2 separate regions of the Pan troglodytes genome follow, and region 1 is linked to region 2. The links are chromatin contacts, called in public HiChIP or PLAC-seq maps. All regions are on one chromosome and are shown on one strand. Each heading gives the region's core, a stretch centred on a gene start, on an enhancer-like site or on the middle of the called end of the contact. The rest is flanking DNA. Distances are from core to core; before and after follow the strand shown. Region 1 holds the start of CDH24 (cadherin 24). Region 2 holds the start of PRMT5 (protein arginine methyltransferase 5).

What was found. HiChIP or PLAC-seq counts read pairs in DNA pulled down with a chosen protein or histone mark.
Region 1: an H3K4me3 HiChIP or PLAC-seq map of stem cell-derived excitatory neurons shows a contact between it and region 2, with 2.2 times the contacts expected there. The contact joins the promoter of CDH24 here to the promoter of PRMT5 in region 2. A contact is called at or near these places in 1 of 7 Hi-C or Micro-C datasets (stem cell-derived neural progenitor cells) and 1 of 1 datasets of contacts at active chromatin or transcription factors (stem cell-derived excitatory neurons).

Annotation. Positions count from the first base shown.
Region 1 is chr15:21,426,309-21,430,089 of NHGRI_mPanTro3-v2.0_pri, forward strand. It overlaps CDH24 (cadherin 24), which reads right to left and starts at 1,566. Exons shown (of 12, transcript XM_016925878.4): 1 at 1,426-1,566. ACIN1 (apoptotic chromatin condensation inducer 1) reads right to left here. Exons shown (of 19, transcript XM_016925873.4): 19 at 2,596-3,506. The coding sequence ends at 3,180.
Region 2 is chr15:21,294,493-21,298,359 of NHGRI_mPanTro3-v2.0_pri, forward strand. PRMT5 (protein arginine methyltransferase 5) reads right to left here and starts at 2,528. Exons shown (of 18, transcript NM_001280364.1): 1 at 2,404-2,528; 2 at 1,649-1,767; 3 at 1,278-1,363; 4 at 674-808. The coding sequence starts at 2,513. TRNAR-ACG (transfer RNA arginine (anticodon ACG)) reads left to right here and starts at 2,853; the gene lies at 2,853-2,925. LOC134808343 (a long non-coding RNA gene) reads left to right here and starts at 2,761. Exons shown (of 3, transcript XR_010151072.1): 1 at 2,761-2,904.

The DNA of each region.
Region 1 (3,781 bases), core at 316-2,815, 130 kb after region 2:
AGACAGAGAGCAGAGAGGCTGATCCTTCCTCCACCCAGGCTCTGCATGTATTCACCTCCAGCCCTCCAAGCTGATAAATCTCTGGTCAGTCAACTCTGAGTAGAGAACTGGGGAGGAACACAGGAGAGGGGATGCTGGGAGGGCTTGGAATCCCAAATCTGGTCTCTGTCCTCCCAGGTTGGGCACGTAGCCAGGTATTGGAGGAGGCGGGGCTACCAGAGAAAGGGCTTAAAATTACGGAGTTGGGATTCATGGAGGTGTGGCCTTAAGGTGTCTAGGGTCAGCATGAGATGACAAGGAGTGCAGCCTCAGGCAGGGCTGAGAGTCTGTGAAAGTCCCTCCCCACAAGGGGGAGCCCCACTCTCCAGGCCCTGTCTCCAGCCCACGCTGCCAGTGCAGTCCTTGAAGGGGGACTGGGCTCGTGAGACAGGAGTTGGGAGCCAGAGCTGAAGGAAGAGGATACAGGGTGGGGGACAGGGGGAGGTGACCGGGGAGAGAGGTCCACCCAGAGGCTAGAGACAGATAATGACTGACGGCTAGACTGACTCAGGGACTGTCCGGCAGAGAAATGACTGGATGAGAGACAGAAACAGAACAGTGGCAAGAGACAGAATGAGAGAGACCAGGGCAGCAGCCTGGGTGTCTGAAGGCAGAGAGGAGTCCTAGGGGCCAGGCTTGGAAACGGGTCACCCGGGGCAGTTCCGGGCAGGCAGGGGCAGACCTCAGCTTCGGGGGTGTCAAGCCAGGCCTCGGGAACTTAATTCTGGGAGAAGGAGCAGACAGGAGGGGTGGAGGCAGGGAGGGGCCACAGGAAGGGAGCTAGAGAGGAGACCCTTCCCACTGCTCTCCTTTCTCCTAGGGGCGGGGGGGAGGACCCCTCAGGTAGCTGTGGCTTCTGCCCCTCCTCCCTCAGAGCAGACACACACCTGACAGTCCCTTTGCTCCCGAGGGAAGGGGGAAACCGGAGGAAGGCTGGGGACCAGAGAGAAGGCGGGATGAGGAGGCGAGAAGGAAGGGGATAGAGGAGTGGGAAACAGGATAGCAGGAAGGGGAGAGGAGAGGGAGGGAAAGGAGAGCAAGAAAGAGAAAAGAGAAAGACAGGAAAGGGGAGAAAGGTAGAGAAAGAAAAAGGCAAAGAGGGAGAGGAGATGGAAAAAGGACAAGAGGGAGAGGGAAGGGTTGGGGAGACAGAGGGAAGGGATAAGGAAGGCAAACAGGCAGAGAAGGAAGGGTGAAGAGAAATCGAGAGAAGAAAGAGGGAGAGAGGTGCGAGGGGAGAAGGGAAAGAGGCAGAGCGCGGGAGAAGGGAGCCGGCAGCGGGCTCCCAGCCACGGAGCGCACCCCTCCGAAGACCCCCGCAGGCTGCGGGCCCCCTCCTACCCCTCCGCGGATTCCCGACCCCTGCTCCGGGGCAGGCGCCCTTACCTGGCACTGCCGAGGGGCCCAGGCCGGCGGGAAGCGCCCCCGTCCGCCCCCGTCGCCGGGTCCCGGGGGCGCAGCCCCGAGCCGATTGGAGCGGGCGCCGCGGCTCCGCTGCAGGTCTGAGCGGCCCCGGCGAGAACAAGGGAGCGAGACGGAGGGGGCGGGGGAAGAAGGCTCCGCCTGCGGAGGAGCGAGGCGGCTCCGCGCCGCGCGGGAGAGGAGAGCCCAGCCTCCGACCCTCCCCGGCCAGCCGGGCCCGCGCGGCGGGGGCGGGGGCGGGGGCGGGGGCGGTGCCGCGCGTCCGCCCCTTCGGCGCTCCTGGGCTGCGGGGCGCATACAGATGCGGCGCCCCTCCCGGACCGGGCCCGCAGCGCCCGGCAGGGCACTCGGGCGGGAGGACGTCCAGGCCACGGCGCCAGGCCATTTCCGAAGAGCTGGCGGGGCGGGTGCACCCGGGAGCGCGAAGCTGCCAGTCCCCGCCCGCAGCGGAAAACGGGCGAGCGCGCGGTGAGGTGGGGAATTCGGAGCCCACTGCGGAGAGACCCGGCTCCGGGCTCCCGGTTCCCGGCTGGCTTTTGGGACTGGTGTGGATGGAATCCCAGCTGCGAGGCGGCAGCGTTTTGAGAGCCCATGCAAAGCACGGTAGCAGGTCAGCTGGGGGACACTTAAGGACGGCAGAAGGGTCCAGAGAGTCCGAGGCCCGGGCCCAGGGAGCGGCTCGGGAACAGAGGCACGACATCGGCGGGAGGTCGGAGGCGGGCAGTGGAGCCCTTCTTGGGAAGCTCGGTTACAAGGGCCAACAGAGCGAGGAGCTGCCGCCCCCTGGTGGTAGTTGTGGGAGGCACCAAGGTGGCAGGCAGGTGACCAAATCCCTAATTTAACCGTGCACAGGACCAGGAACCAGAAGAGGACCCACCCTCCTAGCCCTGCTGGGGTGCCGCCACGGACACAGGTTGCTCCATGCCTTCCCGAATGAGGAAGGTCCACAGCTTTGGGTTGGTCAGGGCCAAGGCAGGGGATAAAAGACTTCCTGGGAAGTTCAATAAGCAGGAAGCAGTCAGCCTAAAGGAACACATGGAATGAGAGCAACTCCTACCCCAGATATCCTCAGATGTCCACGCTCAGATATCCACAGTGGCTTCTTAACCTGCCCAACGAAAGCCACTCACACAGTTTAAAACTAAGTCAGATTTTTATTTTTTTTTCCATAGACCACATCATTTAATAATAAAAAAAATAAAAATAAAAATTGAACAAAAGGAAAAGGTGGATAGAAAGTGGAACCTGTGGGAAAGAGGCAAGGGCTGCAGGACAGAAGAGACTGGGAACTGCAGGGGCCCTGGGACTCAGGAGGAGATGCTGATTCAGCTCATAGGTGACCCAGTCCTGGCCCCGGCTGTTCCCAAGAGAAGGCTGTAAGTACCCAGGGAGGTGGTAAGCAGGATGGAGGAAAAATCAGAGGACTGGGGCACCTGGCTGTTCCCCATCTCTGGCCAACCACCTCCTTGCCTAACCTAGCTCTTGCCTCTCAGACTTAATGGGAAATGAGAGGGAGGGTCGGGCTAAGTCCCAAGAGATAGGTTAAGGGGGTGTGTTTGGGGGGAAAAGGATGGCCACTTTTCCATTTGGTATGTATGTAGGGATAGGTGATGTGAAAGACCCTTGGCTCCAGGGTGGTGGAGACTGTGCCTATCCCTCTGTGGCCATAACCCCCTGGGGCCGAGTGGCTGGTACCTGCAGCTCTAGTGTTTTCCCACCTAGCGGCGCCCACCCCGGTCCCGCACAGGTGTGCTCCGACTCCGGCTTCTGCTGTGGCGCTTGGTGTCCCTGCGATCCCTTTCCCTGCCTCGTTCTCGGTCCCTTTCCCTATCCCGATCTCGATCCCCCCTGTCCCGCTCCCTTTCTCTCTCTCTCTCCCTGTCCCTCTCCCGACTGTGCTCCCGACGTTTCTCTCGCTCCAGCTGTCGGTTCCGTTCCCGCTCGGCTTCCTTCTCCCGCTCCTTTTGCTCTTCTTCTTCTTGCTCCTTTCGCCGCTTCTCCCGCTCCTTGGCCCGTTCGGCCCGCTCTGCCTCTTTCTGAACGATCTGTAGCCAGGTAGGAAAGGCAGAGAATAGGCAGCTCAGTCCTGGTCACAGCCTCCATTTGTGCCTGGACCCTGCCTCCTAGCTCAGGGTCAGCTTTTCAGTTAAACAGGAAGGGGTTGGGGGCTCAACAACTGCATCCTGTCTTTCTTAGAGCACCTCTCTCCCTCCTAGTTTCAGCCTTTTTTTTTTTTTTTTTTTTTTCTGAGACGGAGTCTCGCTCCGTCGCCCAGGCTGGAGTGCAGTAGCACGATCTCGGCTCACTGCAAGCTCCACCT
Region 2 (3,867 bases), core at 1,278-3,777:
GAACTCTCTTTTGAACTCATTGGGTCCAGAAAGTTTCCCTCAATAAAAAAAAACTTCATCCAGACCTCGTTAATCCCTTTATATGCTTTTCCCAATTTGTAATTTTGTAAGTGAACATGTACCTTATATATAGATCCTTATGTAAATATCTGCCTTGTCTTACGTAAGTTTCCAAAATAATTACATTTACATGTTTTGAAACTCTCTTCATACCACTTTTAGATGGAGAGGTGCGCAATACTGACCTTTTTTTTTTTTTTTTTTGAGACAAGGTCTGGCTCTGTCACCCAGGCTGGAGTACAGTGGTGCAATCTCAGCTAACTGCAACCTCCGCCTCACAGGTTCAAGTCATCCTCCCACCTCAGCTTCCCAAGTAGCTGGGACTACAGGCGTGTGACACCCCACCTAGCTAATTTGTGTTTTTTTGTTTTGGTTTTTATACAGACAGGGTTTCACCACGCTGCCCAAGCTGGTCTCGAACTCCTGAGCTCAGTGATCTGCCCACCTCAGCCTCCCAAAGTGCTGGGATAACAGGCATGACCCACTGTGCCCGCCAATACTGATACTTCAATTCTGCCAAACACACCCTTCACTGAATGGCTAGGCACAAGAAGGTACTTAGCACAATCTGACTACTATGATATGCAGCAGGAAAGGAGCCCCTCAGCTATACCATGGAAGAGTGATGGCCAGTGTGGATGTGGTTGGTCAAAACTCTGGCCAGGTTGGTGTTATCTTCCTGATTAAGGGGCAGCAGGAAAGCTGGAAGACCCAAATATGCACCAAAATTCAGCTCCTGTAACATGGCCTGGAACGGAGATGAAGAGGAAAAGTTTGAGCTAACAAGCAAACAGCTTTTTTTTTTTTTTTTTTTTTTGAGACAAAGTCTCACTCTGTCACCCAGGCTGGAGTGCAGTGGCACAGTCTCCACTCACTGCAGCCTTGACCTTCCCAAGCTCAACTGATCCTCCCTCCTCAGCCTCCTGAGTAGCTGGGACCACAGGCATGCACCACCATGCCTGGCTAATTTTTGTATATTTTATAGAGATGGGGTTTCACTACGCTGCCCAGGCTGGTCTCGAAATCCCGAGCTCCAGTGATCCTACAGCCTCAGCCTCCCAAAGTGCTAGGATTATAGGTGTGCACCACAGCACCCAGCCTAATAGCTTTAATTTCATTCTATCAGTTAATTTACCAAGTTATTGGGGATGGGAGGGGACCACTCTCCCCACCCAGCTTGGTTAGAAAAATCCAGCAGAGAAGTCAAACAGTCTTACCGCCTCGGAGTTCCTGCGAATCTTCTCCACTTTTGAGTCTGGACGAATCCATGGAGAAAGCTTTCCCACAATTAGCGTATTCCAGTCTGCACTCCCCCACCCAAGAAAGACAAATACTGAATAAGGTTCAGCACTTTACTTGTTCAATTTTTAGTTTTGGGAATCAAGAGTAGAAATGAGAGACAAAGGTTTTTTCTACATAGACATGGGATAGCCTGATGCAGAATAGAGAAGCAAGGAGAAAACAAGTTATCTATATCCCAGGGACTAACAAATATATCCAAGTCAGAAAAGGAGGAGAATGAGGGCCCCGATAAAGCAGAAGTTGTTGTTGCCTCTAATAATTAAGGGGCATATGGGATGGTCCCTACCCCTTCCTGACAGCAGTAGGTCTGATCGTGTCTGGGGACCGGGCCGATTCTTAGCAGGTTCCTGAATGAACTCCCTCTTGAAACGCGGATGGAAGACAGGCATGCAGAGGAAATCAAACCTACAACCGCGACAGACCCAGAATCATGTAAAGAGAGCAGCAGTGCCAGAGAGCCAAGCAACTGGATTTAGGCTATTTTGATTTTGCACAGCCCTTTCAGCTGCCATCAGTTCAGCCTACTAGGCTGCTGAGTTCAGACCACCTTGGGGGATATCAACTCTGCTGTACTGTGCCTCAATTTCTCCCTAAAACACAGCCATGGGACATATGAGTAAGGAGAAAATGATGGATATCCACAAGTAGAATTTTTTTCTCCTCAGGTGTCACTATGTTTCCAAGACCATCACATCCAGATTTGCCCCAGTTCTGCCCATGCCTCCCCCGTCAAGATTAGCCTCTTCTCTCCCTTGCCCCCTAACACCTCCTCCCACTCCCAGACAATAATCGCGACCTCCAGGGCCCTTTAGAGTTTACCCAACAACTCTCCCAACTTTGGGACTCAGTGACCACAGGCCTCCCACAAGTTATTTTCCTCACGTTACTGGGTCCGAGGCTCCTCCCCTCCAAAGAGTAATAGTCTCTCCCCTCCTCATCCTAGCCGACCCCCTCACCCCTGCTTCTCCGGGATGACTAGTCTGCCCTTCTCCGTCCCCGAGTTCGGACCCCGCATTCCGCTCGTGGAGGTCCGGCCCTCACCCCTGCTTGGCCACAGCCCCTAGTGTGTCAGCTATTTCGGGGACGCAATTCAGGTCCCTCCCGCTGGACACGCGGCTCCCACCAGCACCCCCGACCGCCATCGCCGCCATCTTTCTCCTCGCGCTGTCCACGCCGGGATTCCTTGATACTAGTAGCCAATCACAAAGTCAAACTAGTGCCCCAGAAGGCGGGACGAGTCGCCTTAACAACCAGAGCGTCTGCCACAGCTCCCGAACAGGAGGGATGGGGAGTGGCTTTTCCTGCCAATCCGCGGGCTGCACAGTGGCGTACGGCATGGATCCACCAATCTCAGGGTCTGGTTCCTGACGAACTTCAATCTCCCAGAATGCTTAGTACATCTGCAGAACTCCGTTGAGAGACTACACCTCCCATGAAACCCTGCAGTATAACCTTGAAGTATCATCACGGAGAAAAACAATGCTATCTCGGGGCCAGTGGCGCAATGGATAACGCGTCTGACTACGGATCAGAAGATTCCAGGTTCGACTCCTGGCTGGCTCGGTGGGGCTTCTCGCAGCTTCGCTGCGTGAGCATTTTGTAATTTTCCTTTCCTTTCGCAGTTTGATGCTTTATTATCTTCACGCTTTCATTATCAGGTCCTGAGTCGGTTGGGTTATGCAGCCATGTAATGTCAGCTTTTCCCGTAACTACCCTCAAAAGTGTTTTTCTTGTGTCATTATTTACGTCCATATGAACACTGAGAAAACTGGGTTAATGGCTGGTGCTATTAAAATGAGCTTTGTCACCTTACTATGTTACATATTAAAATAAACTGCTAACTCAGCTACTACTTCCTAGTGATTCTAGGAAGTAGTGTTTTGTGTTTCAAACACAAAAGGTGTAAATAAACGCCTAAACACACACACACACCTCAAGATAGAGAAAAGGAATTCATTAATTACAGTGGGCAGCAGTCATGAAATTGGTTGGCATGGAGGCCAGAGAGAATCTACATTTTCTCATGTCATTAGCTGCTAGAGATGGAAAGGAAGGAAGCAAGGAAAGACATAGGGAGGGAAATGGGAACTCCAGAAGGCAGGGGGCCCACTGGTGTTGAGGGCTCGGCAGCAAGGATGGAGAGGAGAACACGGTACAAGAGACCCCACGCAGGCGCCGCTGGCAGAACTTAGGGACCGACTGGCAAGGAGTCCTGAGAAAGCAAAGTAGGGGGTGATGCCTAGGATTCTGTCCATGCAGTGAGCAAGAAATGCGAAAAGAGGGTTTGGGAAATCAGGGTTTGGGTTTGGTCATGCTGAATTGAACGTCTAGGGGGCGCTGTGTAATAGAAAGTTGGATGGAGGTCGCCAGAAGAAAAGAATTGAGGCCATGCGACTGAGATCACCATAGCTCGTTGGGGACAGAGCCATAGGAAATACGAAAAGGGTGTGGGGTAGGATAAGTTCTGGGGAACCCTGGGTGCAATGCAAGTGCCCCAAAAGAATG